Linked DNA regions of Mus musculus: regions 1, 2, 3 and 4 are each linked to region 5. The links are chromatin contacts, called in public Hi-C, HiChIP or PLAC-seq and Micro-C maps. All regions are on one chromosome and are shown on one strand. Each heading gives the region's core, a stretch centred on a gene start, on an enhancer-like site or on the middle of the called end of the contact. The rest is flanking DNA. Distances are from core to core; before and after follow the strand shown.

The links. A called contact is a pair of places that touch in the nucleus more often than the background predicts. HiChIP or PLAC-seq counts read pairs in DNA pulled down with a chosen protein or histone mark.
Region 1: a contact with region 5 is called in a Hi-C map of uterus, with 4 times the contacts expected there. The contact joins the enhancer-like site here to the promoter of Fgf9 in region 5. A contact is called at or near these places in 3 of 39 promoter capture datasets (the C10 cell line, cranial neural crest and hippocampal neurons), 13 of 484 Hi-C or Micro-C datasets (the C2C12 cell line, cerebellum, embryonic stem cells and 5 more), 14 of 115 datasets of contacts at active chromatin or transcription factors (cardiomyocytes, craniofacial prominence, embryonic forebrain and 8 more) and 3 of 9 other capture datasets (adipose tissue, embryonic stem cells and liver).
Region 2: a contact with region 5 is called in a Micro-C map of embryonic stem cells, with 5 times the contacts expected there. The contact joins the promoter of Xpo4 here to the promoter of Fgf9 in region 5. A contact is called at or near these places in 1 of 39 promoter capture datasets (pre-B cells), 1 of 484 Hi-C or Micro-C datasets (embryonic stem cells) and 1 of 115 datasets of contacts at active chromatin or transcription factors (embryonic stem cells).
Region 3: a contact with region 5 is called in an H3K4me3 HiChIP or PLAC-seq map of stem cell-derived neural progenitor cells, with 13 read pairs. The contact joins the enhancer-like site here to the promoter of Fgf9 in region 5. A contact is called at or near these places in 2 of 39 promoter capture datasets (cranial neural crest and hippocampal neurons), 7 of 484 Hi-C or Micro-C datasets (the C2C12 cell line, embryonic stem cells, myocytes and 2 more), 12 of 115 datasets of contacts at active chromatin or transcription factors (craniofacial prominence, embryonic forebrain, embryonic limb bud and 7 more) and 2 of 9 other capture datasets (embryonic stem cells and liver).
Region 4: a contact with region 5 is called in a Micro-C map of embryonic stem cells, with 5 times the contacts expected there. The contact joins the promoter of Lats2 here to the promoter of Fgf9 in region 5. A contact is called at or near these places in 3 of 39 promoter capture datasets (all in embryonic stem cells), 14 of 484 Hi-C or Micro-C datasets (differentiating embryonic stem cells, embryonic stem cells and hematopoietic stem and progenitor cells), 4 of 115 datasets of contacts at active chromatin or transcription factors (all in embryonic stem cells) and 2 of 9 other capture datasets (adipose tissue and embryonic stem cells).

What each region holds. Positions count from the first base shown.
Region 1 is chr14:58,501,467-58,506,209 of GRCm38.p6, reverse strand. No RefSeq gene overlaps it. Among named protein-coding and RNA genes, the nearest start is that of Gm33430, 75 kb to the right of the region's middle. Within about 2 kb of position 3,124, at least 8 of the 459 cell types and tissues checked have an H3K27ac peak or open chromatin away from gene starts, as enhancers often do. A contact at or near this core is called in the C2C12 cell line and uterus, where this site is marked.
Region 2 is chr14:57,663,441-57,667,985 of GRCm38.p6, reverse strand. Xpo4 (exportin 4) reads left to right here and starts at 2,748. Exons shown (of 23, transcript NM_020506.2): 1 at 2,748-3,098. The coding sequence starts at 3,030.
Region 3 is chr14:58,517,831-58,522,417 of GRCm38.p6, reverse strand. No RefSeq gene overlaps it. Among named protein-coding and RNA genes, the nearest start is that of Gm33430, 91 kb to the right of the region's middle. Within about 2 kb of position 1,282, at least 24 of the 459 cell types and tissues checked have an H3K27ac peak or open chromatin away from gene starts, as enhancers often do. A contact at or near this core is called in neural progenitor cells and stem cell-derived neural progenitor cells, where this site is marked.
Region 4 is chr14:57,742,978-57,747,442 of GRCm38.p6, reverse strand. It overlaps Lats2 (large tumor suppressor 2), which reads left to right and starts at 1,320. Exons shown (of 8, transcript NM_015771.2): 1 at 1,320-1,553. Gm52140 reads right to left here. Exons shown (of 3, transcript XM_030248241.1): 2 at 1,105-2,148. The coding sequence ends at 1,131.
Region 5 is chr14:58,069,662-58,074,476 of GRCm38.p6, reverse strand. It overlaps Fgf9 (fibroblast growth factor 9), which reads right to left and starts at 1,791. Exons shown (of 3, transcript NM_013518.4): 1 at 1,145-1,791. The coding sequence starts at 1,421.

The DNA of each region.
Region 1 (4,743 bases), core at 1,875-4,374, 430 kb before region 5:
TAAGTCTCTCACATTCTGTCCAGAACTCTCCTATCCTGACATCAGCTCTGGCTCTGGGGCTAGCACTGAGCAGCATCTCTGGGGACTTCCTTCCAAGGCTGGGCTGTGGATCTTGTAGTGCATGTTGTAAGCCAATGTAGAAGTCAATGATGGCTGCTCTCCAAGCCACAGAGCCAGGGGACAGATGGTAGGCCAGAGAGAGGTGGCAGAGCCCTGTAGTGGCATTGAGCAAGACAGAACCCCAGGGCTGTCTTCATCCTGCCAGTCTGAGTTTTGTGCTCCTGGAAGAATGCCTGGTGCCAGAACCAGAGCATGTCCTGCAGTCTCCAGAGTGGATACAGATGTTCACACACAGAACCAGCTGAGACAGATGTGTCTCACCTTTAAGTAGGCATCCCCTCCAAAGGAGTTAGCCATTGGGGATGAAATGCTTGCAGTGCCTCAGAAATATTCTGGTCCACCCTAACCCTATGACAAGCAAAAGTGACACCTAACACTGCCTGAGGAAGCAGAGCTAACGTGGACTTCTTGTCACCCAGTTAATTTGTATCTGGGAGCCAACTGTCAGATGATATGCCAGAAATATTAACGTGGATCTTCTCTTACATTTTAGTCTGTTCTTTCTGCCTAAACCTGAGCAAGGCTCTCGGTCCATATCAGTTAGAAGAAAATAGAGAATGAAGCAGAGTTTAGTCAGCATACCTGCCTGTGGAGTGGTATAGCACCTTGTTTCCTTGTAGGGGGGAGGGGGGAGGGGACCCTTGCTGTAGTTATGCCAGAAGTAAAGCAGCAATTGAAACCCAACTGACTCCATCCAGGCTGTGCATCAAATGACAGAACAGGAAGATAGACAGACCAGGTGTGGAAGGTTCTGAACTCAGAGCACCCCCTCCCAGTTACTCTCACACCAAGCTGCTCTTCTGGGAAGCTTATAACCCCAGCTGAGGGATGCATTCCATCTTCCTCTACAAGGCCATTCTGGCCATCTGCACACATGGGTGACACAATGCTGTCTCTTCATAGATAAACATGGTCCCACCTAATGGCAGACCAAGTTCTCTTTTACTTTATGCCTTCTGTACAGCTGCCTTTAAATAATCTAACAATTTATATACTGCCTATAACTCCAGTTCCAGAGACTCTGACCCCCTCTTCTGTCCTCCAAGGGTTCTTACACACATGTGTACACACACTCACACACATACACACACAAACACACACACACACACACACACACACACACGCATACGCACACACTTAACATAATTAAAATTTTCCTGTGAACAAATACTGATGACGGGAAAGAGCAGATCACACAAATATGACTTCACCTGGGCCTCTTGGAAAGTGAATCAGAGTGACCTCAAAGAGAATAAACATGAATAAACTATGCTTCTGGATTTTGTATGAAATTAACCCCTATCATGTGGCCACTGACCGCAAAGTGGGACTTTTACCAAAGATATGTTGATATGTTATTAAATGAACTGGGTGAATTTATCAAAAGATAGATCTTGGACACGTAGTATGCATCAAAAATAGCTCGAGAAAGTCGGGTGTGAAAGCTCTAAAGAGATACTAAAACAGCTGTGGAAATAACCAGATGTTGATGAGAGCCAATAGTAATAGGAACACCAAATGTTGGGGAAATATATAAAGTATCAGGCTTAGCATGCATTCACAAGCTAGACATGGGCACTAAAGCAGTCCTTTCTCATGCAGCCTCTGGCTCATGGGTGCCATAAAGTGCCTGTAGTATGTCTTCTGTCCTTAATGTCACTAGCAGGGTTCCTAAAGCCCAGAGGCTGTATTGGTGGTGTAAAATACCAAGAGAGTGAAATAAATAGTTAGGAAGGGACTTCCAGCTGGTGATGAGAGAGAGAGAGAGAGTCCCAGTGCGACACAGTGCACTGAAAAGCACACTATGCAGAACTCTGCAGAGAGTGCAGAATGGATGTCCCTTCTGTGCCCCAAACATGCAGCCCAGCCTCATTGCAGCCTTTGTGACTACTTTACACTTCTAACGTTGCCTTTGATGTTTGTTTCAAATGCATTCTTATTCGATGAAAATGCTGTGCAAGGGGCGTAGCATGGCGTGGCGTGATATGTCCCGGTCCTTTAATCCTTTTGTCTGGCATGGATCTTGAACTCCCAGGAACGGGCAGTGGCTCAACTGAACAAATATTTTGGAATACTCCTTAGAGTACCGGGGAGTGAGGGGAGAGTCTAGGGGAATCCGACACAGTCCACACCCACCACATACATTATGACAATATCACTATGGCCAGGTAGGCACAGCGGAAAACCTCAGAAAAGTTTCAAAGGACAAATAGCACAGCGTTACCAGGTTGTAGAAGGCTTTTGAGGAGAGGTGGCCACTAATGAGTTCTCTAATTGAAAGCAGGTTTGCGCTAGTCCATGATTACGTCCTCCCCAAAGACATGTGTCCATTATCCAAGGTTTTTCTCATCTACAACACCTTCCCTTCCTGTGCCAAAGGCCCACGGCATGTCTTATGATGCTACAGCCCATACCCAGCTGTGCCAACCTCTCCCTACTGTCATTGGATAGCTATGCTTCACCCTTTTCACGGCAACTCACTCTCCAAGAAAGAGCAGCAAGTACCAAATTGACCATTTTCCCCATAGCCTAGGTCTAGGCTTTACTATCATTTTTCTGAAGTGTTGCCCAGACACAGGACCTCGCTGTACCCATTTGATTCCCCCTTCACTAAGGGTTTTCACGACTACTAGTTTGAATTAAGAGCACTCTTTGTCTAAGCCAGCTCTGGGAATGATTGCTTTCTTCAGCTCCTGGACATCTCTCTTCTTTCTTGTTCATTGCAACAGGAGAATCTGTCACAGCAGAAGAATCCAGAGACTCAGCCTGCAGAGTAATCATTCCTAGGGCAAAGATGCACGTAGTTTACATTGCTGATAATTTACCAGAACTACAGAGGACTTGACCTATGTCATTGGAACAGAGTCTCGAAGCTACGGAGGATGAAGAATCAAAGTCACAGACATCCAAAAATAGGTGCCAGAGAGAGCGTGTTAGAGGCTAGTCTGCCCCTGACTCATCTTAGAGGACTGCGGGTGGATGTGCAGTTTTGTCCAACTTCCAAGGAGAATCCAGCAGATACAACACAGCTGTGGGATTGGCAGCCACATGCGGTCTCCTGTGATGGAGGTAAGCAGAGAGTTAGAGGATCGCTCCTTCTGAGGATTTGGGACAGTGCCGTTGGGCTGCCTCATCAGCCTGTTGTTTAGGACCTAGTACTAGAAAGGCCATCAACTAACCGCAGGAATGCTTTAATGTTGTCAAACACATCCTGCAAATATCACAATTATCTGCAGCTCAGTTGCTTCATTTTAAACTAATTATTTATGTGGCATTTGAGTGTGAGTCTGTCTGCTTGGGTGCATGAGTGCCACAGAGCATGTGAAGAGGTCAGAGGACAACTTGAAGGAGTCAGTTCTAGCCCTCTATTGTGTAGGTCTTGAGGACTGAAATCAGGTTTAGCAACAAATATCTTTACCTACTAAGCTGTCTCACCAGTCCATGAGTGACAACTTTTAAAACCCCTGACCCTGTAGGGGTTCTCTCTCTCTCTCTCTCTCTCTCTCTCTCTCTCTCTCTCTCTCTCTCTCTCTCTCTCTCTCTCGTGTGTGTGTGTGTATGTATGTGTGTCACACATGTAAAAATGCCCAAAAATTATTTCAAAATCAAATATACAAGGTAGACAAGTTGCTCCTGACATACTCTCCCATGATGCATGGTGCCACCTCACTGTGGCCTTGGTTCTGAAAGCGCATACACACTCTGCATCACTCAAGTAATGGCCATGCAGGGTGAATGAACACTGCCTAAAACATCTCAGCTTAGACTCTACATAACTGTGTGTTATTAATTCCAGTTTCTTTTTACTCCAAGTACAAGGGTTTTTTTTTTGTTGTTGTTGTTGTTTATTTGCTTGCTTGCTATTGCTATTTATTCATTTGTTTTCTTTTGTAAAAACATAATGGTTTAGCTATGGGAAAACAAAAATTTTACATTGTTTTACCATATTCCTTAGCATGCAATTATCAATATAGTTTTGGGGAATATATTGTGTTAGAATGTCTAAGTTTAAGAATTAATGTTAAGCAACTAACTCAAACTCCATTTTAAAAAGTTAAATTTTTACTTAGTATGGAATTCCCAACAATTTGTAATGGTCCTAAGTATTTTTGCCACTTGACATATTTAAGACTATATTCTCACCAATGATAACTATAAAATAAAGACATGGAATAACTACAAAAAGCATTGACAGTGTTCTGTGTCTCTCTTTATCAAATATTCAGCTGAGATTTAATTTTTAATATAAAAATATATTTTAAAATTGTATGTGTGTGTGTGTCAGACAGTGAGGGAGGGGGAGGGGAGGGGAAGTGGAAGGGGACGGGGAGGGGGAGGGGGAGGGGGAGGAAGGGACAGGGCATTGGGAAGAGGACAGCTTTCAGAAGTCAGCTCTCTCAGTATACCAAAGAATTGTTGTAAAATTAATTTTCTTAAAGTTTACCCACCCGCCAGGGGCTTGAGCTCAGTTGGCTTGGTGGAAAATGCCTTTACCTGCTGAGCCATTTAACTGTCCCTCTGGATATAAAAATAAGCAAACACATCTATCTCCTTAGTTCAGAAATCTCCTTATGTCATTGTCTTAGCCACTTTTCTATTCCTGTGAAGAGACACCATGACCAA
Region 2 (4,545 bases), core at 1,499-3,998, 410 kb after region 5:
GTTGTTAGGTCTCTGTGAAGGTGGTGAATCACGACAGAAGTGCATCTCAGAGTGAGCAGCAGTCAGACTTCAAGGCAAAGTGGAGAAACTGGCAACATTCTACATCCTAGAAAGTTTTGTTTTGTTTTTTAATAGCTGAGTGTAGTAGCTCACACCTTTACTCATGGTACTCAGAGGAGGAGAAAGACAGATCTCTTGAGTTCAAAGCTAACCCAGTCTACAGAGGTTTAGGATAGCCAGGGCTACACAGAGAAACCCTGTCTTACAAACAAAACACCCCAATATAGTTGGAAAGAAGCAATCAAGATGATACAAAACTAATTATTTAAAATGTTAGGGTTTTATATTCTTAAGATTTATTTATAAATAAATAAATACGTAAGTACACTGTAGCTGTCTTCAGACACATCAGAAGAGGGCATCAGATCTCATTACAGATGGTTGTGAGCCACCACGTGGTTGCTGGGATTTGAACTCAGGACCTCTGGAAGAGCAGTCAGTGCACTTAACTGCTGAGCCATCTCTCCAGCCCCCAAGACAGGGCTTTTCTGTGTAGTCCTGGCTGACCTGGAACTTGGTCTGTAGACCAGGATGATCCCAAACTACCTGCCCTTGCACATCAACCATTAATCAAGAAAATGCCCCACAAATCTGCTCACAGGATAATTTGATGAAAGTAATATTTCAACTAAGAAATATTACTTAATTTTCAAGATTAAAGACCCTTGTCCAGATGTCTTAGTCAGGGTTTCTATTCCTGCACAAACATCATGACCAAGAAGCAAGTTAGGGAGGAAAGGGTTTATTCAGCTTACACTTCCACATTGCTGTTTCTCACCAAAGGAAGTCAGGACTGGAACTCAAGCAGGTCAGGAAGCAGGAGTTGATGCAGAGGTCATGGAGGAATGTTCCTTACTGGCTTGCTTCCCCTGACTTGCTCAGCTTGCTCTCTTATAGAACCCAAGACTACCAGGCCAGGGATGGCACCACCCACAATGGACCCTCTCACCCTTGATCACTAATTGAGAAAATGCCTGACAGCTGGATCTCATGGAGGCCTTTCTTCAAGGGAGGCTCCTTTCTCTGTGATAACTCCAGCTTGTGTCAAGTTGACACACAAAACCAGCCAATATACCAGGTAAGTCTAGATTTGTGTCAAGTTGACAAAAACTAACTAGCACAGTGTATGTTACGGATGCATGAAGGCAGACAAGTGCAGAGGTCAGAGGGCAATTTACAGTCAGTTCTCTCTATTTGCTATGCACTTTAGGATTGAAGTTAGGTCCTCAGGCTAGTACTGAAAGTTCTTTTATCTGCTGAGCCATTTGGCTGGCCCCTGTTCACACAAATCTCAACAGGAAAACCACCATTAACAGCACTTCAACTAATTTTGTCATCTGGTAATGAAATGAAAGACACTTTTATTTCTCAAGCAAAAAAAAAAAAATCTCATTAATTTACTTCTCAAAAATAGTAGAGAAGTCAAAAAAATCCAAACAAACAAACAAAAAACCGATTGGCCATGCCTTTAATCCCAGCACTGAGGAGGCAGAGGGCAGGTGGATCTTTGTGTTTGAGGCTGGCCTGGTCTACAGCGTGAATAGAAAAATCCTGTTAAAAACACAAGAAAAGGGGCTGGAAAGATGGCTCAGCGGTTAAGAGCACTGACTGCTCTTCTGAAGGTCCTGAGTTCAAATCCCAGCAACCACATCGAGGCTCACAACCATCCATAGTGAGATCTGATGCCCTCTTCTGTGGAGTCTGAAGTCAGCTACAGTGTATTTACATATAAAATAAATAAATAAAGGCACTGAGAGTGGGTGGGGTGAAGAGAAGAATTTACATTTGTTTCAATAGAAACAATAGTAATAGAGAGATAGCTTAGTGGTTAAAAGCACTGGCTGCAATTCCAGAGGACTCAGGTTCAGTTCCAGCACCCTTACAATCATCAGTAACTCCAGTTGCTGGGGATTTGACACTCTCACACAGACATACATGCACACAAAACAATGCACATAAAATAAAAAATAAATCATTTAAAAATTAATGCAATTCTATTTCGAAGACACAAAACCTCAAAGGGGCGGAGGGCAGACTTACAAATCTCTGGGAAAACCAGGAAGTCTACAGAAGGAACTCAAAAACGTGGATTTTCCCCAGAAAGCAGAACAGGCAGTCAACAAAACTCAGAAAATGGAGCTGTCAGGTCGAAACATACAAATACTTCAACTAGACCACCTTTTGAACATTGAACTAGCTGATGTCGGGATCACTTTCCTGGACGTAGACTTTGAAAAACAAAACCTTAAAGAACCGGAGAGAAGACAGCGCGTTGAAGTTACTGTAACGCACCTTTCCTCGCAGATTCTGTACTTAGCATTGCTATTATAAACTCCTGAAGTCCAAAGCTGGCGGCAGCTGAGCCCTTACTGACTTCAGGAAGCCAAGTGGTTAGGGAGAGGGTTTCAAAAATCAAGAAAACCAAGCATTTCGTCCACGGATGCCCTTTTCTCACAGCGGAATGAACCGCGGAGCGGGAGGCATGAATTCTGGGCGTAGACGCACCCTTAGGAGAGCGCTTCCAAGGCTAAGAGATCCTGCTCCACACCGGACAGCCTATGGGAGCGAGAGGAAGCTCCCGCACGGGCAGGACACCCAAACCTTAACCCGCAGCTAACGGGCTGCGCGGCTCCGGTCCAGGACCTCGCGGCCCGCACCCAGCAGGGAACCACGCATGCGCAGGCCCCAGACCCGCGCGGGATGCCCGGCCGCGGCTGACAGAGCCAACCGCTCGGCCTCGCCCGGTGCCGGCTGCCGCCGCCCTCCTCCCAGCGCCGCGACCGGGCTCACGCTTGTCTCCTTCCAGCTGCTCAGGAATCGGCGGTCCCGTCAGGCCGCTGGGGGCGCGACGCCGACGGCTGCTGCGACAGCCCGGGAGGCGCGAGAGGCGCCGGGGTCGCGGCGGCGATTGGCCGGCCGCGGCGCCTGCTCCCAGAATGCAGCGCATGGCGCGTCATTGAAGAGAGACCATGATGGCGGCGGCGCTGGGGCCCCCAGAAGTGATCGCTCAGCTGGAGAACGCGGCCAAAGTTCTGATGGTGAGGACGCCGGGTCCGGAGAAACGGGGGATTAGTGGGACTCCGGCTGGCTCTCCCTGGTCAGGCCTGCTGTCCGCTGGGTTGGTGGCCAGGAAGGGCCTTGGGATGAACCCTGAAGTGGAGGTGGTGGTGGCGTGGCGCAGGATTCTCCATCCTACTTTCCTCTTGCCTTGGTTCTTTACTTTCTAGTGCTGTCTCCTTCCCTGACCGCCTTGTTCCTCCGCCTGGCACTGGGGTGTAGTGGTGTAAGATGGAGAGTTTCCTGTGCCGCCAGCTTCGCTCCATACCTCGCTAGGCAGACTGGGTAGCAGAGCAAGGCACAGGGTGAACCCCGCAGGACTTGGGTTAGGGAACATTCTTGGGACTGTGTGCATGACGCTGGGGAGTTGATCCTGTTAGGAGAGGGATGGCATAGTCTGGGTGCTGTTAGCAACCCTCGTTCTCTTGTGGATCGGGTCCCCTAGCTCTTTGCCTGACATGCAGACTGTTCTGGGTAACCGCAGCAGGCGGCACGTGGACGGACCGGCCGGAGGGAGAGAGGCTAATCTTTAGGACCAAGGTCGTTGGGGCAAAACTTGGTTCAAGACCTACTCTTTGTGGGTTTCGCGTTTTGGAAAACTGACTCTGTGGCAGGTTCCCAGGTACTTATTAGCTGAAGTCTAACAACTACCACGAAATAGTTTGGTGAGGGTGTTTGAGCAGGACGAGTCGGTATTATAAACAGGATTTCACATAGGGAGCAAAAGTAAGGAGAAGGATACTGTTTCGTTACTTAGTAAACTGTGTGTCTTATGCTTGCTGGCTCAGCCTGATTTCTTTCTTTCGTTCTTTGTAAATTATGACGATTGCATTTGTAGGGTTTTTTGTTTTGTTTTTAAAATTAGATGTCCATTTTATTACTTGAAATGATTTAGACATTTTAACAACTAAATGCAGCTAGATTTCTTTTTTACCCTACTTTAAGGTTACTGTCAAGGATTCTGTTGGAGCATCCTATTTAAGGATATTTTAGTTAAGGCCTGGAGAGACTGCTCAGTAGTTAAGAGCACGTGTTGCTTTTCCAGAGGACCTGAGCAGGTTCCCAGGTCAGGTAGTCAGTAGTTACCAATTGTAACTCCATTAAGTTTTGTCTTCACATACAATATAAGATGCTTTGGCTTTTAGAAAGTGAGAAGAGGGCCTAGAGAGATGGCAGCTCAGGGATTAAGATCACTTGTTGCTTTAGCAGAGGACCCTGCTCAGAACCCATGGTGATTTACAACTGTCCTTGACTCCAGTTTCAGGGTATCCGATGACCTCCACGGGCCATGCAGATAAAACACATAAATAAATCTTTTAAAAAAACATGCAGTAAAATCTTAGGTTTAATAAAAGTTTACGAAAATCCCCAAATACAGCACCCCCGAAAATACCTGATTTCCTAGGAAATAGGGGTAATGTTTTTAAT
Region 3 (4,587 bases), core at 33-2,532, 450 kb before region 5:
GGGTACACAGCTGTCTAAATGGAGCAGGGGAAATTATAGGGGAGAGGAAGCAGCTGACTAAAAAAGAAATAGGAGAGCTCACTTCTCCCTAGGTACAGTGCTGACACCCTTTGCAACCCCAAGTAGGAAGTGCACGGGTTGACAGTCAGCCATTGCCACATGAGAAGGCCACCCACTATTAGCCCTATCACAGAAGAGTTGCTGATGGCTGAGTATGCTGGACCTTCACAAGGAAGGAGGTCCCCTTACAGCTTGCAAATTCAACTCCTCATTGGAACTTGCCTTGTGAGAATTTACATTCAGTCAAGGAACTTTGAAATATTCAAGTTCAGATCTCACCGAGGAGGTCTGACCTGGTTTTTCTTCTTCCTCATAATTTCCAACACTGACTCTTGCAGTCTGTCCAATGGGGTGCCACTCTGCTTCCCCAGATGCTAATGCCATGGAAATTGTAGGACCAGAGAGAGAGAGACAGAGACAGAGACAGAGACAGAGAGAATCAACATTTGGTTCTATATGGTACCTGTGAAAATTAATTCCCTTGTGTAGCAACCAGCATTCCTTGAATGGCATCAGTCAGAAGGTTGGGATCACCCTGCACATGTATCCTTTATGCTCAGAAACACTGAGAACTCCCAGGGTACAAGTAATGGGTGCTGGGAGAGGCCTGGCCTTGGCTTTCGCTCCTCTGACCACTGAGATCAAAGCTAGAGATCAGACCCAGACTCTGTCTAAAGCAGAGCAGGATGCACTCCATACTGTCACGTGCTCACCTGACCTTACCCACGAGCTCAAAGTAGCTGAGCCTCGAGGGTCAGAGAGTCCAGCCAGCTCTCTGAATGCAAGAGGCTGGAGGCTGGTCGGAAGGTGGCCAGGGTTATAATACTGGTGTTTGAGATGTTTGTGTGGGTGACTCGTTCTTTTCCTTTCAGATATGCTAAAAAGAATTTCACCACTAGGAAAGCAGGGCCATTCCATATAAAGTCTGAGATGATTACCACTGTCCCTGAGTGAGAGAGAACAAAGGAAGAAGTTAGGCAAGGTCACACTAAAGGACATAGAGATTGGCAGAAAAACATTCAGGACAGTAAGAGAGCCGTGCTGGCCTCCCAGGGTCTCTCTGGATTGGACCTCTGGTTTATTCAATGTGTACCTGAGGTGCTGAGTCATGTAGCAGATGTTCTCATGTCCAGTGAAACTTTATGCACGCTGCACGGTCATAGGGTCTCTTCCAGACAAACAGCAAAGGAGATTGTTAGCTCTAACAGGACCTGGGACAGTCTCCCTGCAGACAATACATCCACTGTCTGGGCTAACAGCCAAAATGGAGTGGTGACATTCCACCATGCTGGGAAATGTTGTTAAACAGCCAACAAGAATAACAAGAGAAAAGCACACTTTTATAGTTACAAAAATTAAATATAAGACATTTCCGCACCTTGGCTCACTATGAAAAGCCAGTGCTTTCTTAGCTCTTACCTGCATAAAGCCTCAGCCATGTCAGAAGTCCATCTCTGGGGACAAACACCCTGAGAAGTCACCCTTCCCATGGAGTGAGAGGTAGGATGAAGTCAGGGCTAGGATGTTTCCCGTTGGCAAGGTCCTTATCCATTTGTGAGTTCTTTGTTGGCAAAGAAGTTCAGACATTTTGAAAAATATACCCCTTAAGGTTTATCTCCCTTACCTCAATGTTTGGAGGGGAAAGCCCAAGCAGCAGCCAGAACAGCCTAACAGTCTGTGAATGGTCCGCAGCTGCAAGCATAGGGGTTTCCGGGGTTTGAAAAGACTGTAACCAAGGAAAGCCTAACTCAACAGCTCAACAGCATGCACTGTGGGAAGCCCAGCAATGTCACCCATGTGTCACTGTTGACAAGGACAAAGAAAGACGGGTGTTCCCCAGGGCTATTGTCAAATGAGAAGAATTGGAAGGAGAAGCTGAGGCACGTGTGAACACTCTCCAGAACACTGTGGACTTGTAAAGCAGGCAAGAATGCGAACCCTGACAATTATTAGAAATATCCATTACTTCACTGGTAGCAGCATTAGTAAATACCCTTCATTTCTCCATGGCAAATCACCTGAGTAGTTTTTCAGAAGCTGAAGCACGGGTGTGGATTGGATGGCATCGTGCACATCAGGTTAGAATAAGGTATTTTGCATGTACTTGCACTACAACCTATGACATCAGCACATGGCATCTTTCTGACCTGAGGCTTCTCAGCCTCCACCAGTTTTTGCCTCTCAGGTTTACTTACCATAAAGGGTAAACAAGGTGCTACGTCATAGAGTTAGCAGGCTTCCTAAGGCTTGAGTGCTCCATATATGGAAAGCGCTGGGATCAAGGCACTTATAATATTGTTATGGTCACTATGACTATTATCTCCATTTTATGTTTTTTTTTATTGTATTATTTTCTGTGTATGAGTGTTGGCCTGCATACATATCTGTGCAGTGAGTATGTGCCTGGTGCCCACGGAGGACAGAAGATTCAGGAACTGGAGTTACAGGCAAGTGTTTGCTGCCATGTGGTACTGGGACTCAAACTCAGGTCCTCTGGAAGCTCAAGTAGTCTTAACCACTGAACCACCTTTCTAACTCCCTACGTTTTATGTCTAAACCCAATCTTTCTTCATAAAACTAGTTTATTAGAAGGGTCCAAGCCATGGGTCACCTCAAATGTGCTAATGTTTCCTCTAGACACAGGACACAAAGCCATAGATTGTTTGGGGTCCCAGAGGACTCCCCTAATTTACTCCACTTTTCTGCTCAGAGCCTTTCCAGATATTGTTAATTCTGATCTGCAGGGGGTGGAGACCAGACAACTGAAACTTTTTTTTTTTCTTTTACAAAAAAAAAAAAAATCTATTTGAAAGGTTCTAGGCTCTTATCCTGAGGCTTTTCCTCGGGATCTCGTAGGTCTATGGGGATTTCTCACACAATCACTAAGAGCACTGGATAGACCTGCAAAGGAAATTTACAGTACAGGAACTGGAAACAGGGCAAGGGGTGAAGGGAGAAAGTACCAATAAAATCATCTGCTTTTGAATTGTTGGATTTGATGCTGTCAATTATGGCGGGATAGGGTTACCATCAACTTCCAAATGTGGACAACACTTGGTCAGCTGTCTATCTGTTTGTTAAGAGTTCAACTTCTAGTGGTATATACCCACATCCTCAAACACATTTCAACTCAGCCACAGAGAAGCCAAGAGCTGACCACACTGAAGACAATGGGCCAGAAAGCATATTTTCAGGGTGATGCCCAAAGCCTTCATTCCTGGCAATCCAGTGGCTACAGATCTTTATTTCTAGGACCACACACCCTAGAGGAGCTATGGAAAAAGATGAGTTGGTTCTGCCCTGTACTTTTGATGTCCCTTATAGCCTGGAAGGCCCCTTCCAAATACTGCTTTATAAATTGTTCTACGCAGTTCCTGCAATACTCACCAACACAAAAACAAAGAAGCAAATATGTAAGCCCTTCTCCAGATGTGCTCCCAACATCCTCTCCCACAGTCCCATTGGACCCAAGAATGGGAAGGAATAGATTTTTTTCGTCCTGCCTTTCCCCAGTCCCTTAACTCTGCCATCCAAGACCCCAACTGTGCTCAATTTCAAAATCAGCTGCTCAGCTTCCAACTTCCCTAGCAGAGACAGCTCTTCCTAGGTGCAGGTGGGGACCTTCTCAGAAACTGTTTGTCCCCAGAAAAGTATTGGCTCTTCCACAGTCCTTCCTGTACTTCACAATCCATCCCTGCCATTTTTGAGCCCTCCAAGCCCAGTGGGCATCTGAATCTGGTCCCCATTAGGCCAGAGTCCCTCTCAGATCCCTGTCCATTTGGCCGAACTCCACAGAGTCCAACTGCCTCCTCCTCTAAACAAATGCCATCCCATCTGAGGCTCTGGGAACGAAGACTTGCTTTGGGAAGGGACACTCAGGCTGGGCCTTGGATTCCCGTGGTCTGAGCCATTTATACAGCTACATCCCTAAAATGAGAAGAAGGGAAAGGATTTAGATTTGTTTTTCAGTACAGTAATCCTGCAGTAGGCTTAGGTTAATGACTCAACCAAGAAGCTTCCCCTACTACAAGATATCAGGGCTAGATGTCACAGGTGCAAAGATTTCAAGCACAAGCCACTGAGAATGAAAGGCCAGGCACAAAGGCGGAGCATAGGGCAGGTCTGCATCATTACACTTTCATGGTGACTTTTAATGTTCACCAAATATGGATAACCATAACTTCATTTCTTTTTACAAGATCTATTCAAAACTTTCTCTGGAAATCCTAATTTCCAGTGTAAAAGCCTTACCTCTGTCATAGGAAGAAGAGCCACTGGAATAAGGGTGTCAGTGTTCCTGTGACCAAGCTACAAGCCTTTGCATCTCGAGGACCCATATCATAAGAAATCTTTTCCCTCCTCCTTCCCCTCCCCCTCCCCCTTCCCCTCCCCCTCCCCCTCCCCCTCTTCCTCCTCCTCCTCTTCTTTTTCTTCTTCCTTTTTTTTTTCAGAGCTGAGGACTGAACCCAGGGCCTTGTGCTTTCTAAGCAAGCGCTCTACCACTGAACTAAATCCCCAACCCCTCAT
Region 4 (4,465 bases), core at 71-2,570, 330 kb after region 5:
CTCTGTCTCTCTCTCCCTTCCTCCATCCCTCCCTCCCTCTGCACCCCTACTTTCCCCCTCTACCGGGTTTCTCTGTGTAGCCATGGTTGTCCCGGAATTCTCTCTGTAACCAGATTGACCTTGAACTCAGAGATCACCTGCTTTCCTGAGAGCTGGGATTATAGGTGTGCATCACTAACCGGCTTCCCTAACATTTCTTAGAGCAAGAGATAGGAACTTTTAACACACAGTGAAGGTTGCCAGTGCGCTTGGGGAGATGGGGGAGGAAGTTCCCAGGTGAGTGCTAGACTCCTCTTTTACAGAATATTACTTGATGCATTGGTTTCTCATCACGGTGCAAGATGTCAGTGTAGCACACAGGGTCAGGCTGACTAAAGAAAATGAGGCTAATCTGCAAGAGGCTTAATTATTAAAGTTCAAAGGACAAAGAAATGAGAATCTCTGGAAGAAGCCTTAAGGGAATTAGAGAGGTGGGGGTGGGGGTGGGGGTGGGGGTGGTGGTGGTGAGGGGCAGTCCAGGACTAAAGTCTGTTGAGGCAGTTAAAACAGTCCTGACAAGGGTTCTTCTGACAAGACAGCCTGAATTTGGCACAGGAGAGGGGGCTCGACTTCCTTCCCGAGGACAAAAATAAAAACTGGTACAAATGATCTTCACTCTTGTGAATTTCTTCCGGAATTGAAACTTCAAATGTCACGTTTGCTAATTAAAGAGGAAGTCTGGTTGACTTTTAAGACTATTAGTCCCCACCATCACTTACCACAGATCGTAAGTTGGTGGGGAGTGTGACGTTAGACAGCCAATAGTAAACGAAAGACTTTGCTTCCACGCTGTTATTTCTCAGCGTCTGTCCCTGGACCAAATCCCCAAATGGAGGATAAAGGAGTGGCCGAAGTGTAAACGCCAGTCTCCTCGGCTGGTTCGTGCAATACTGATGTGTTTTATAAAACCATAAGGCACTTTCCTAAAACGTGCCCAGGGAGGGAGCTGGTTAGCCTGCGTCCGGTTAAGCCCAGGCTGTCAGGCGTCCCGGTTTATTATTTGATGCCCGGGTCTCAGCAGCCGGCTGCACTTTCCGTGGCTGGCACCGGGGCCTGTGAACTTACTTTTCTCACCCACTGGTACGAGGCGTTTAGGGAAACCGGCGCTCCCGGGCTGGGGGCTTCCGACGCGAGCCCAGCGCAGGGCAGGTGGCCGCCCAGCCAGGCGGCGCAGGAAGCGGCCCGTGGGGCGGAGCGGGCGGCGGGTAGCAAGGCCGCGGGCGCCCCGCCCGGGCTGGTATGCGGCCGGGAGTGACGCGGGAGGAGGGGTCACGTGACGCCCGTGGAATGCCAACAATGTAGCGAATGTCCCGCTCGGGTCTGCGCTTCGGAACCGCGGCGTGAGCGCCCCGGGAAGATGGAGCCGCCGCCGCCAGCGCCGCCGCCGCTTCCCCGGGCTCCCCCGACCCTCCGGGGTCAGCAACCACTGCCGCCACCGGCGCCCGGTCTCCCGGCGCGCGAGGTCCCGGAGCCGCGGGCCAGGACGCCGCCGAGGGTGTAGAGCGCTCCCGGAGGTGAGGGGCCGCGGCCGGGAAGTTTGTCGGGACAGGGCTCCGCCCGGTCCCACGGGCGAGCTGCCCTGCGGGACAGGGACAACCCGTCCGCTGGGTCCCGGGCGGGTGCGGAGCAGCGGGTGGCGGCGGCGGGGCGGCTTTGTTGTGCTCGCGCGGCGGCGTCCGGAGGCCCAGACCCCGCGTCCCGCGGCGCCGACCCCGCCCAGCCTGGGCCTCCGTGCGCCGCGCCGTCCACCACGCGCGCTCGCGGCCTTGCGCGCTGCACCTCTGGCCCTCGGCGGCGCGGTGCCCGCCCGGTGTCCGGTGTCCCGTCCCCGGCTGCGCCGTCCGGCGGTCGGTGCGGGGCGGTTGCGTAACGTCTCTTTTGAGCCGACTTCTCCCGGGCCGGCCTCCGCCGCGACTCCACGGCCTGAGTCCGTAGCGCTGGTCACGCACGAGCCTCGCCTGCGTGGCCCGGGTCTCGCCCGGGCGACTTCGGCCACCAGCGGCGTGCAGGAGGCGGCCGGGTGAAAACTTATGCCTGTGAGTGTGAGCGGGAGAGAACTGGACGTGCAGATTTTGTTGACAAAAAAGTTTGAGCGAGGACTTTTCACGCCTTTAAATTTCCCCTGCTTGCCCGTAATGTAGCCGCTTATTAGGGAATTTGTACCAAGTCTTGCTCCATATTTTTAGTTTAACCCCAGGTTAGGTCAGTAAATGATGCTCACCAGTTTTGAGTGCTAAATCTGGAGACAAGGCTACTTTTTGTGATTTTTCTTTTCTCCCCTTTTAGCAACTGTTGTAATAAGGCGCTAACAAAAAAAAAAAAATCTTCCAGCATAGGAATGCAGACGCTGCTTAGAAAGCCTGTTTTTAACTTAACTATAGTTAACAATACATTACAGTATTCAGCCTCTCGTAAAATTTTGGTTATCCAGGTATAGAAAACGCTGTTGAACGAATTCACCATGGTTCCTTTGAAATTGCTTAACTTTTACCACACTTCAAAATGTCAGCTTCATATGGTACCAACAGAGGCTGCTATACAGAATTACAGAATCCGAAGTTTTGAACTGAGAGTTTTTCAGCTTCGCCATCTAGTTGGAATAGTATAAATGTAAATTGGAGCTGTGGGTTATTTCTTTCCTTCGAGAAATCACGGCCTTGGTGGGAGGGACTTTCAGTGGTGGGAGGGACTTTCAATGATGGGCGGGGAACACGTTTACAATAAAATGCCTTGTTATTTTAAATGCTGTGTTGTAAATAGCCTGCCCTAGGCCCTTAAAACCCACTGGAGAGTAGAATGGAGGTTGGAGCTGGTAAATCCACACTAAACTCGAACGAAAGCTATTGGGGAACCATGTGGGGGAGGGTAACGCGGGGGTGGGGGTTTTGTGTTTGTATCGGGAAACCTAGACCAACACAACGTTTTGTATTTATTTCATGCTTGTAATAGCGCGAAACTTTTAAGTAATATTTCGTACTATTTAAAAATAGTATGCTTGAAGGACTACAGATGATAAATTTAATGCATTTATGTTGTCTTGGCTGTGAATGTGCTGTACAAATGGTTGATATGTTCCAGTCCACAGAAGGAGCGGTTCAGCTTCGTGGAAGCTGTAGAAATTACCAGAAATCTCAGTCCTTCTAAAAAGCTCATTGCTTGGTGTGTTCTCTGGAGCAGCTGGAGTTGAGGGATGTGTAAAGGCACAACTGTTGTGTCACCCTCTGAGGAGCACGCACCCTCAGAGTTTTCAGGACTTGCTTGGGCTGCTAATATCCCTGAATGTTAGTTAACTGCTCTCTCTCAATGCTTTTAAGCCCAATGCTACTTGATTTGTTGTTTCATCTTGAAGCTATAATAAAACAGTAATGTTGGAAGTAGAGATAATTGGTGGAGATACTAAAATTAGGAGAGAAATTTGGCACTGCTTAATGCTTGCCGTTCACTTGGCAAGTACTTTATGTTGGTTAATGTCTAGACTGTGTCGATTTCATTGTGAGAGTGGTGGATTTTTTTTTTTTGTAAAGTTAATTAACAAGTACTTTTTGTTTGTGTGCCAATATTTGACATACATAGGATTTTTTAGGGGGAGAGGAAAAATGGAAAGTGTTATATTTCATAGCAGGACTTTGCATTTCTTGTTAATTCTGATTGCTGATACCTTTGCAGTCCCTGCCGGTCTCTAAAACAGTTAGGGAGGCATAGACCTTGAAGAATGGAAGTTGGCTTTGAGTGAAGTAGGCCTGGGTTTAGAATGTGAACCCCTCTGCCTGCTGACAGTTATCAGAAGTAGGAATGCTGAGGGCTAACACTTTCCATTACTAATTAACTCCATCCTACCCCCCCAGTCTTTCTCCTGTTTTATTTATTTCATAAACATTAAAAGTCCCCAGCCCCCCACCCCCGGCAGCACTGTCTGACTGCCTGGATACATTCTTCACTCCTGTGACTTTATACAGAAGTTGGAGTCTCCCAAGAGTAGCTCCACACTCCTCCATCAGCTGTAGCCCTTCATCTTTTCCTGTTGGTGGCCTTAGATCTAAAAGAATCATGCTTTTGCATTAAAATAGGCTGGAGAGTGCATGAGCGCGCGCACACACACACACACACACACACACACATACATACACACACACACACACACACACACACACACACACACACGTACTTGAGCTAGGTTGATTTCCCCTCTGGGGTTCTTTAATAGACTGTACATCATGGGGGACTTGGAGAGGGCTGGGTTCAGAGGAGGCAAAGCTTGCTCAGATGTGGACTGCCAATGGAGGTGGTCTGTGTTGTCCTCTTCAGAGACTTGCTCCTAGAATTCTGCAGGGAACGCTTGTCTACTGTGATCACTGCACACAGACTCACCAAGGTCTTACGATGACCGGATTATTGGACAGTGGGGAAGCAGTGTTTTCCTGAATCT
Region 5 (4,815 bases), core at 542-3,041:
ATGAGGAAGAAAAATCACCACAGGACTTGGTTTTACGACCTAGTCTAAGTGTTGTCAGGTGGGTTCACTCAGGAGTTAACTCCTTCCAACAGTCTGGTTGCCCAAACTGTGGATTTATTTTTTCTTTTTTTTAAATAAGGGGAAAAACCTAGATTCCACACACCCCGCCCCCGCCCCAACGCCAGGCAGAACTGTGTTCGCTGACTTAGCACTGCACCACTGAAGGTGCCCCGCCAGGCACGTGTGTGGAGGCACGAAAGTGGGCAGAGTCCCCACCTGAGTCTGCAGCCTTCGGTGCTGAGTCACAAGTACCCTGCTCGGAACGTGAAATCTTCGGAATGCCCTTTAAAATGAGCCTGCAGCTTTTGCAAGCGCACGCAAACACTCACACCAGAAAGCCACTCAGGAAACCCACACAAGGCTACACGCTGTGGAAATTAAAAAGCGGAGGTTGGGAACCAACGGATGGAAGAGCCGGCACCCCTAGTGGGATTTCCGCCCCCACTCGGGTCAGTTTCCCCAGGGGCTTCTGCCCCGGATGTTTCGGATCTAAAACACGACTTCAGTGCTTCCCCCAGATCACCCAGCAATCTTTGCCTGAGAGATTTCAGACCAGCCACCGGGAATAAACGACACGCTTAATTTACAATTCAGGCAGAATGCTTATTAGAGGAAAAGGGAAGGGAGAAAAAAAAACTTAATTTGAGCAAGATACCAGCTACCTACAGGAAACTGGATGCAGTTTAAAGTTCTTAGTGGTTAAAGCTTTAAACTAATGGAAATGGGTCCGTTTAAAAAGAAACTTCTTAAACCTTATCGTCTCACATATCAAATGAAAAAACTTGGGCTTTGGGTTATATTCATACTCACACTCACACACCCTCCTTTAAGAAAAATAAAGAAGAAGAAAAAGAAAAGAAGGGCCTTCTGAGGGTGAAGTTGCACCAATGCCAGACGCAGATCTGCAATTCCGGAGGCTTTTTCCCCTCCCTGGGCTGGCAAGATACTCAAAGATGTGGGGGGCAGGGGTTATGAATATGAGAATATAGCCCTTCGAGCATCCCCGCCTAACCACCACCTTTCTGGTAGTTAATAATCTGACCGTGTCAGCGCGTGGACAGTGAGGGGTTAAAGGCATACCTACCGAAGCGGCTGTGGTCTTTCCTGGTTCCCTGGATAGTACCGTTGGGGAAGATCTCTAAATGAAATCCAGTCCTGCAGTACAGCTGCCTCCGCCTGAGAATCCCCTTTAAATGATCCAAGTCCGTGACTGCGGGGCCCCGGGGCAGCCCCCCTGCTTCGGACTGACCCAGGTGGTCACTTAGCAACACCGGACTGTCCACCGGCAACACCGGTACGTTCCCGAACGGTACCGCGTCCTGCACACCGAAATAGCTCCCAACTTCACCTAAGGGAGCCATCAGAGGACTCGGCTTTTAAGCACAAGAATAAACAATAATGATGGTATCAACCAGGAGACACTAGGCGAGGTATATCCAACTCCCCTCCCTTGCCGCAGTTGCAGACAGAGAGGGAAAAAGGGTTCTTTTCTTCAATCCATCCGATGCATAAATAAAAGTAATCGGCTGTTTCTCTGGCACAGGTTCAAGGTCAAACCACTGATAGTCTAAGAAGCCACCACTTTATACTCACACACTGACATTGATCAACACAGCTATGCATCGCTACATATGGAGCCTCGACTCTCAGCAGGCAGAAAGGTCTTCATCCCATCCGACCGTAATAAGGGAAAAAAATCCGTAGTTTCTCCATTTGCTTAGAGATCAGAATGACCATAGCAACGTAAGTGCCTGGGCGATATTACAGGGATTTTTAAGATGCTCGGGCTACGTCAGAATTTACGGATCCTGACTCCAGAAAGGCATGCGCTGTTTTTACTCTCTAACCGACTCTGCAGACATCAGCATGAATCCTTCAAGGGGAAAAAAAAAATCTCACGTTGGCGGCGGCGACAAATCTCTCCTCCCAGTCCCTCCTCCAAAAAATAAAGATAATATAACAAAAAGAAGGGGGAAAAAACTTTCGGCGTCCAAAGCTAGTATCCAGAACGCTGCAGAGGCTCTGCGGAGGTCCAGCGGCTTGCAGTGAGGCGAGCGGCAAGCGGCGGGCGAGGACCGCGTCCCGGAGCTCGCGTGCTGCCCGGGCTGCCGCGAACAGGTGTCGCCGCGCGGGCCGCGCAGCGCCGTGGCCGCGGAGCGCTCCTCCTGCGCAGCCCCCGCCGGCGCGCAGAGTGGCGCAGGCGGCGGCATTGGGCCGGGTTTAAGGTAGCGCGGCGGCCGCCCCGCTCCGCCCGGTCCTAGCGCCCGCCCTGACGCTCGAGCCGCTCTGCCGCAGGCCGGGCACAGGCGGGCAGAGCGCGGGACTTCTCCGGGAGGACGACCTAGGAAACCCGGCTTTAGAGACGCCGGAGACGCGGTGCCAGAGACGGGAAGCAGCAGCCCGAAGACATTCGGCCACAAGAAATCTAGCTTGCTAGAGACGCAGGGTCAGAGGGGAACTGAGAAAGCAGTTTTCGCGCGGACTCTGTAACCTTGCGTCGCATTATAAAATAGACTGGGAGGGAAGGGTTGGTGTAGGGAGCTTGGTTGGACAGGGCAGTTTCTCTTTCATTCTACAGCCAGACTTACAGACGCGCAAACAATATTGCAGGTAAGACAGTTGGGTGTGAGTCAGATTCTTCTCTCTCTCTCTCCCTCTCTCTCACTCTCTCTCTCTCTCTCTCCCTCACACACACACACACACACACACACACACACACACACACACACACACAAAACACACACACTGGTGGGCCCACACTCGGGTTTGTTAAGGGAATTCTGGTTCGCATCTTTGAGTTGTTCGGGTCCTGCCTCCCCCCAGGTTCCCGCGGCTAGGAGCAAAGGGCACCCAGGGCGCCTGAAAACAGCCCCTGTCCTTGAGTTCGACTCACGCCCCAGATCTGAGTGTGCGTCTTCAGGGAGAAGGTTCCAATGAGTTCTCTCTCGCCCCCAAACAAAGCTACTCAGGACGGGCTTTGCCACCTTGAGCTCTACTTTGCCTGGAAGTGAAAGGCTCGAGTTCCAGGGTTGCTCCATGGCCCGAAGCTCTCTGCATAGCCTAAGAGCCAGACAGGAGCCGCCGGCTGGGCACGGGCGCTGTTCGCTGCTCAGGGCTCGCTCGCTGCCGCGGGTGACTTGGAAGCCGGAGCTCTGGTCCCGGGCCAGGGCTTTTGCTCGAGGCCAGCAGCCTTTGAGCCCAGCCCCATGCAGGGACAAAGAAACGCACTGCCCAGGGCAGCCAGGGGCAGGGGCCGCCGGTGGCGCTGTACGCGCCCAGCCACCAGCCAGCACCCCGATCCGCTGAGCGCGGCGTCCCCAACACAAGCACTGTCTCCGCAGCCCGCCCGAAGGCCTGGTCGTCGCCCCCCCCCGCCCCCCCCCCCCCACGCTCCTCTTTGTTCACATTGTCTTAGACTCTCGGGTCAAGATGGTGAAAGTTGCTAAGACTTGAGCGCAGCTCCCGACGGCGTGCGAGAGGGAAGCAAAGTCCAAAGACCAGAGCCCTGCAGTAGAGAAGCAAATAAAAGGCTTTTTTCTGGGGGAGAAGTCAGCCTATGGCGGCGAAGCCCTGGGGCTGGCCCTACTCCGACCAGAGGGTTTCGCCCCAAAGACGGAGGAAGCAATGAATTTGCAGATTTCGCTGGCGTTGGAGGTGCCCATCCCTGGAGCGACCTTCCCCTGCCCCCGGGATTAGAAAGCGTGCTCCCGCAAGGCCCCAAGGGAAAAGAGTGGGGCCAGGTGACCCTCCCCTCTGTCCACTCCCACACCTCTTTGCCGCAGTCTGGGGTCATCGGGAGTCCGGGCACTGGCTTCTTGAGTCTGGCTTACAAGTTTCCACTGCAGAAGAACCCTGCTGTGTGGTATTTACAGCAGTCTCATCCACGGTGTTAGAGAGCAGGCTGTAACGCTAACTGCCTAGTGGCAGATACAAGAAACTGGGAGGAAGTGACACTTCTCATAAACCATTAGAGTAGCTCGCATTAATCACCCCAAGTCGCCAAGGGCCGTGGATTAAGCAGGGGCGCTGCCTTTGTACCCTTTGGGTACAAAGTGCCAGGTTGATTTTTTTTTTTTTTTTTTTTTAATGGTAGAAGCGATCGAGAGAATGAAATGCAGACAGGAAGGCACTTTGTAAAAGGATGGAGAACAGGGCGCAGACATTTCCTCCAAGGCAGTTTTTCCACCAACTGTCTCCAACCAAGTCTTTTCGGTCTGAATTTAGCCTCTTAGCCTATGAGCAGAGATCATTTCCGCCTTTGAGTCTTGAAGCATCCTGTCCCTTTAAAAGTGATGCAGCAGTAGGAGAGAGTAAAGTAGCTGACCCAGCACTTTTGTTGGTAGAAACTGCAAGCAGCCCTTCGCATCTCATTCCCACTACAGTTAGTTTAGCTCCTTTCATCTGCATCCCTAACTCTGCCTGCAAGCTGCTTTCCTGACTCCCTGCCTCTTTGCTTGCCCATCAGGTTTCTTTGCTACTTACATTTGGTCCTTTCCCTACACAGTGATAGAAACGATGACCTTGCTGTTTCCCTGACCTTATAACGTTTCTTTCCAAGCAGTCAACGGGCTCCCATGGCAAAAGGTTTCAGGATTACTTCAGAGCTATACCATAACTACAGACTCCCCACATTCAGCTTGTAGGATGTTTTTACCAATACTCTTCAATGACTTACAACAAGATGGTGGCTTTGCTTTCTAGACACACATGGTACAACTAACTAACTGGCTTCATTACACCTGCCTGGATGACTGA